Linked DNA regions of Pan troglodytes: region 2 is linked to region 1. Evidence: chromatin contacts called from public HiChIP or PLAC-seq data. All regions are on one chromosome and are shown on one strand. The core of a region is the stretch at or near the end of the contact, and the rest is flanking DNA. Distances in the headings are between cores, read along the strand shown.

Region 1 (3,368 bases), core at 396-2,895:
AATACTTTTTTTGTTTTGTTTTTTGAGATGGAGTCTCGCTCTGTCGCCCAGGCTGGAGTGCAATGGCGCAATCTTGGCTCACTGCAACCTCCGCCTCCCAGGTTCAAGCAATTCTCCTGCCTCAGCCTCCCAAAGTGCTAGGATTACCGGCGTGAGCCACCCCACCTGGCCCATCTCTATAATTTTCTTACTTCAAAAAAGTTACACAAATGGAATTATACAGTATGCAACCTTTTTCATAAAACAGCTTTGAGATATAATTCACATATTTCACCTTCTTACAGTGTAAATTTCTTTTTAGTATATTCACAGAGCTGTACTACCATCACAATTTTAGAACATTTTCGTCAGCCTAAACAAACCCTGTACCCTTTGGCAGTCACCCCCAACTTACCCTCCAGCCCCCACCCCTTTTCCAAGGCAGCCTTAGGCAACCACAAATCTACTTTCTGTTCTATAGACTTGCCCACACTGCACATTTCATATAAATGGAATATATACTAAAATATACTAAAAATTGAAATTTACACTTTAAAGGAGTGAAGTATGTAATACGTGAATTATATCTCAATAAAGCTGTCATAGGGAAAAAAAAACAAAACTCCTAAACCAAATCCAACATTTTCGTCAAACTCACTTCCTCCCACTTCCCCCTTCTTAATGGGACCCCATCACCCAACCACATTTTTTCTCTTCCTTCCCTCTTACGCCATCTTGCCTCTTACATCAAACCCTGCAGGCTAAACTCTCTCATATATAGCTGCCCCTTTCCATGGCCACCGTCGGCCGTCCTAGTGGGACTCTCACTGCCCATTCTGGGGGCTGTCACATGGCCCCCAACTGACTTCCCTACTTCCAGTGTCACTCCAGTCCAGTCCGACACATTGTCTCCAGGTTAATCTTCTCCCAGATTACAAGGGCCCCTGAGGGCAAAGGCTGCATTTCCCTGTCCGTTTGGGGGGACTCCTGAGGGCAGGGGCATATCTCTTTCTCCTTCAGATTAGGGAGCCCTGAGGACAGTCGCCTAACTCCTTCACTCTGGGGCTTCCAAGGGCAGGCCTGTGACTACCCCTCAGGCCAAAAGGTCCTTAAGGCAGAGTTGTCACCCACTTCAGACCTGGCTCTGAGAGCAAATCTCTGTACCATGCCTCTACATCTTTGGAACCAAACTCAGTGCTGTGCTTGACTCACAACATTCTTCTTCACACCTCCTCGGCCTCTCCGTCATCCCCAGAGCCCAGAGCTCTGGCGGGGACACGGTCCGGCCCGCTGCCAGGACTCCCTAATGCCCCCAGGACGCGCTCAGGGAGCGACGTCTATCACGATCTAACCCAGCCCTGGAGGCCGTGTCGCCTCCTTCCGCCTCCACGCGTAGTCATGGTAAGCAGGGTCTTGAACCTCTCCTGTGGGAGCCGCGGAGCTCGCAGGCCCTCGGGGCTCGGGCTCCAGCCTGCGTGGGGACTCCAGCGGCAGAAAGGTCTTAAGCCAGACTCACCACGCAGGGCCGCTAGGCGTCCCGCAGCGCCGCCATCTTGTTGTCACGCGGTTTCCTAGGCGACCAGGACCCGTGCACTTCTCATTGGCTAGTTTGAGGGAGGCCTGAGCAACCTGCAGACAGCGAAGGTGGATACAGTCGCCTGTGCTCGGATTCTATTGGCCCACAGAGTCGGTATTCTTCGCGGGCGAATCCCAGAATGCACCGCTCTGAGAGGGCTCCAGGTCCGGGGCGCGGGGGGTGGGGGTTCGTTCCTACCTTCAGGTGCGGGAGGAAGGAGCCTGGGATTAGGTTAATGAAACTGCTGGCAGCCTCACATTCAGGACCTGAATGTGTGATCCCGACAGTGCCGCTATTTTGCTAAATTGATCTTGGGAGGAATTATCCCTCTTAGCTTATTTCCCCATATGATCAGTGTTGTAACACGAAGTACTGTAATACTTCACGGAGGCTGCTTTGAGGATGGATTGCAATGATGCAAGTACTTAATAAATGTTTCTTAAATCTGAGTTTCTGTGACAAATCCTTGACCAGACTGGCGCCCGGAAGGGAGGCCCAAATTCTAGTTGCCTTGTGTTAAGAGTTGGGTAAGACAATTTCCCCTCCCTGAGCCTCATCTGTAAAATTGTGTTGGATTAGACTCAGTCACCAAAACAGCTAAAGGCAGTTAAGACCACGAACTTTGGAATTAGGAGTCCTGGCTCCTTACTGTGTGTTCTTGGGCACTTTATACACCTTAGTTTTTATATCTGTAAAACAGTGATAATACCTACCCCCACTGGGTTGCCGTGAGGATTAAATAAGGTAATGCAAAGTACACGATTTTAAAGGGGAAAGCCGAAACAGAAACACCTGTAGAGAGCACTTTTTCAAAAACGTTTCCTGCTGTTAATCATCATCATCATCTCTCCACCCTTTCAGCTGTGATGGTCTGGGAGTTTATGATTTCTGATCTCAGGCACTCACTTCTTTGTGCCCAGGTTCAAAAGCCCTTTCTCTGCACAACCCAAGAGTGTTTTTCTGTTGCTTTTTTTTTTTTTTTTAATTTTCCGTTTGACTTTCTAGCCTACCACATTCAGGGAAGGGTAGGCTCTGCTCACTGCAACATCCGCCTCCCAGGCTCAAGCTATCCTCCCATCACAGCCACCAGTGTAGCTGGGACTACAGGTGTGCACAACAACGCCCAGCTAGTTTTTGTATTTTCTTGTAGAGACGGGGTCTTGCCATGTTGCCCAGCCTGGTCTCAAACTCCTGAGCTCAAGCCATCCGCCCATCTCTGCCTCCCAAAGTGGACAGCATTCTTTATATGCAAATTGGAAGCTAAAGAGAGCTACTACTACTGAGTGCCAAGTACCAGATGGTAACATGAAATTTACAGATGAGGGCCGGGCGTGGTGGTTCACGCCTGTAATCCCAGCATTTTGGGAGGCTGAGGCAGGCGGATCATCTGAAGTCGGGAGTTCGAGACCAGCCTGACCAACATGGAGAAACCCCGTCTCTACTAAAAATACAAAATCAGCCGGGCATGATGGCGCATGCCTGTAATCCCAGCTACTCAGGAAGGCTGAGGCAGGAGAATCGCTTGAACCTGGGAGGCGGAGGTTGCGATGAGCTGAGATCGCACCATTGCACTCCAGCCTGGGCAACAAGAGTGAAACTCTGTCAAAAAAAAAAAAGAAAAGAAAAGAAAAAAGAAAAAAACAGATGAGAAAACAAGCTCAGGGTAGTACAGTGGCTTGCATAAGATTATAAAGGCAGGAAGCAGAAGTGGATTCAAACCCAGAACGGTCAGCCTCAAGAGTCCATGCTCTTCCTAGAAACTTTCACTCTGGTAAACAAGGCAGGCATAGATAAGCCAAGGAAGAAGGTGGTA
Region 2 (3,372 bases), core at 854-3,353, 200 kb before region 1:
TATATATAAGAAATCTTCCACATCTTTTTTTTTTTTTTTGAGATAGAGTCTTGCTCTGTTTTTTTCTTTTTTTGAGACAGAGTCTTGCTCTGTCGCCCAAGCTGGGGCGCAGTGGCTTGACCTCGGCTCACTGCAACCTCCGCCTCCCAGGTTCAAGAGATTCTCCTGCCTCAGCCTCCCAAGTACCTGGGACTACAGGCAAGTGCCACCACACCCGCCTAATTTTTGTATTTTTAGTAGAGACAGGGTTTCACCACATTGGCCAGGCTGGTCTTGATCTCCTGACCTCAAGTGATCCGCCCACCTCGGCCTCCCAAAGTGCTAGGATTACAGGTGTGAGCCACCATGCCAGGCCTCTTCCACATAGCTTTTCATGGCTGCATAGTACTTTATCCTGTGTATGTACTATAATTTATTCAACCAGTTCTTTATCATTAGACATGTGAGCAGTTTCCAATCTTTTGCTATTCATTAATGCCATAATGAACAGCCCTGTACATACAGGTTTGTTGTTTTGTGTGTGTGTGTTTGCCAGTATATTACTAGGATAGATTCCTCGAAATCTAGTACTTGATCTAGGGTTACTGGATCAAATAATATTGCTATATATTGCCAAATTTCCTTGTTAACTGTTATATCACTTTGTCTTCCCACCAGCTATGTATGAGAATGCTAGCCTTAGGTGTATTTTGATACCATATCAGATTGAGGAGGCTGCAGAGATGAATCACAGACAAGGTTCCTGCCCCTAGGAATTCTCAGTCCTCCAGGAGGCCTACAGGCTAAAAAAAACGACGTAACATAATAAGCAGGAGGCAGATTTACCTTGAAACTAATGAATCTTAAGCTTCAGAGTCCTTTACTTATAGGGACCCTTTCCAGTGTTCCAGATATGTGTTCACAGGGCCATTTTATAACATTTTTCCTCAGGAGGACACCCCAAATTATTTAAGTTTCAGGTCCCACAAGATCTAAACCCCCCTCACAGACTTAACAGTGAGCCTAAACTGGGGGCGAGAGTGGATTTCAAATCTCATCTGCAGCTGACTTAAGAGCAAGGGTTCCTATGATATTTAATGACTGAGACAAAATGAAAACGCTACTTTGATCGAGAGAGAGGTCCCTCCCCTGATTCGGATCAATAACCCACACAGGTAGTTAGCTGTCTACGCAGAGCCTTCTATATTTTCCCTCTACTTTTGAGGGCGGGAAATAAGTCTTGGCTGACACCAGTGTTTCCAGCAAACAGCTGAAGACTTGACACTTGGATGGCACTCAGGACAAAAATCTGAACAGATTACAGAACGGTTGTTGTTTTTTTTTTTTTAAGGGGAGGGTGTGTTACACCAGGAATGGGTATTCAAGGTAGACACATCTCAAAACAGACACTTCAGTGAGAAGAGGCAGAGGTGTTTCCTCACCTGTAAAAACAGGATAATAAAACCTACTCTTGTGGGGTTTGGTTAGGATTAAGCAAGATCATTTATATAAAGACCTAACCCAGTGCCAGACTCTCGGGAGAAGGGGCATAAAGGACAGAAAATAAAATGGGTTGATCTTTGAGCACAGCGACAGGGATTCTTTGTACATCGTGCCTTATAGAGCGAGCGCTGGGAGGAGGAATCATCACCCTGCTGAGAAGTAATGGGTGCAGAATAAATCGAGTAAGAAGGAATGGACTTTTCTGGCGGATGCTTACTGATCTAACAACTGGATGACTGACGAATGCGGTCCTAAGTGACCCCGGGCTGGCTGTGGGGCCAACAGCGTGCGGGATCTGACTAACAGCGTGTGGCAGCCGAGTGACTGCAGCAGCGGCGGGGACCCCATTGACTGTCCAGCCCCGAGAGCGGCAGGAGCGCGGTGGATCCTGGCTCGGACCAAGGCCTCTCCCCTGCGCCGACTGCAGACCAACCCTCCACCAGGAGCCTCGGTGGGGGGGGCGCTGCGGGCGCCGCAGCCAGGTGCAGGCGCCGCCGCGCCCTCACTCCCCACGCCGAGGAGGTGGCCCTGGCTCCCTGCGGCCGCGGCCGGGGAACAATGAGGCGCCGGCCTCTTTAAGGGAGATACCACCGCGCCGACGGGGCAGGGGACGGCATCCTCCCAGATGATCGCACCCAGCCCCGCGCCGCCGCCGCCGCCGCCGTCTCGGCAACTGCACCGCCCGCAAACATGGCTCAGTGACTCGGACAAAAGCTGCAGTCTCCCTCCCGGCGGGGCGGACGCCAGGCCTCCTTGGTCGGGCCGCACCTCCCCGCGGGCCCGCCAAAGAGCACCGCGCCCCGCAGGCACCCGAGACCCGCGCAGAAGATGCACCGGGCGTTCCACCCCAGCGAGCCCCGCACCCCAGCCCGCAGCTCGGTAGGTCGGAAGGGGGCGGGTAGGGGGAGGGGAGGCCGCCGCCGGGCGCGCGCAGCCCCAGGCCCGGACCTGCCGCTGCAGACCGTCCCCGGGGCCGCGGGCCCTGAGCGCCCGCTGCGGCTGGAGGGTGGCCGAGCCCCGGCGTGGCGTGGCCTCGCGGTTCCCGAGCCCGGCCACCCCTGCGGGGAGCAGCACCAGTGGTGCGCTCCGGAGCGCGCACACCTCCGACGACTCCCGGCTCCGCAAATCCTCGAGAGAGGGAGGAGGCGAGCGGAGCGCCGGCCGCGCGCCTCGTCGGTGGCGCGGAACGTCCCGGCTCGCGCTACGGAAAGCCGGAGGGGGGCGGGGCCGTCGGCGTAAGGGGGTGTGTCCGCGCGCACCACGGGGGCGCGCGCCGGCTGCTGACTGGAGGCGGCGGCAGCGGAGGCGCGAGCTGCCCGATAATGGCGGCCTGCAGAGCCCATGAGAGGGAGAAGCGGCAGCGTCTACCCTGAGGTAAATCTGGCCCTTCGGCGTGGCGGAGAGGTCTTGCTGCAGAGCCGACGGCCCTGCATGTGCCTCCCTCCCTGGGAGGCTTGTCACAGACCTGTCAGCGGAGTCATCCTGGGGAAGGCCCTGCGCTCCTCAGGCCACCGACCCCAGTCGCGGCCTCCTCTCATACCGGGGCCACCTCCCCCCGGCCCTCAGCCCCCAGCCCCGAGGAGTTGAGGCAACTGCAGGGCTGGCTCCTCAGAGCGAAGGGGCTCGGGAGGCTCCCCTCCGGGCTTCATCTGAGCACGGCCGAGGAGGGGGAGGGCCTGACACTTGGCCAATGAGCGCGGCCTGAGCCGCCGCGTCGGGCAACACCTCTGGCCGCGACTGGCCCTTCCCGGGCGCCGGCAGGTGTCTGGCCTGGCCGGCTCGCGTCCCAGCGCCTGGTTAGAGCAGCGGGAGCGAGGGCCCGCCACTTTCGGTCGAAAGTCACTTAGGTTCGCACCGGATGCATCATTGGATCCGGGATCCCACGGGTTT

What was found. HiChIP or PLAC-seq counts read pairs in DNA pulled down with a chosen protein or histone mark.
Region 2: an H3K4me3 HiChIP or PLAC-seq map of stem cell-derived excitatory neurons shows a contact between it and region 1, with 2.6 times the contacts expected there. The contact joins the promoter of PDIK1L here to the promoter of UBXN11 in region 1. A contact is called at or near these places in 1 of 7 Hi-C or Micro-C datasets (stem cell-derived neural progenitor cells) and 1 of 1 datasets of contacts at active chromatin or transcription factors (stem cell-derived excitatory neurons).

The regions. Positions count from the first base shown.
Region 1 is chr1:204,661,956-204,665,323 of NHGRI_mPanTro3-v2.0_pri, reverse strand. UBXN11 (UBX domain protein 11) reads right to left here and starts at 1,645. Exons shown (of 14, transcript XM_063784349.1): 1 at 1,496-1,645.
Region 2 is chr1:204,857,595-204,860,966 of NHGRI_mPanTro3-v2.0_pri, reverse strand. PDIK1L (PDLIM1 interacting kinase 1 like) reads left to right here and starts at 2,103. Exons shown (of 3, transcript XM_001137143.7): 1 at 2,103-2,361.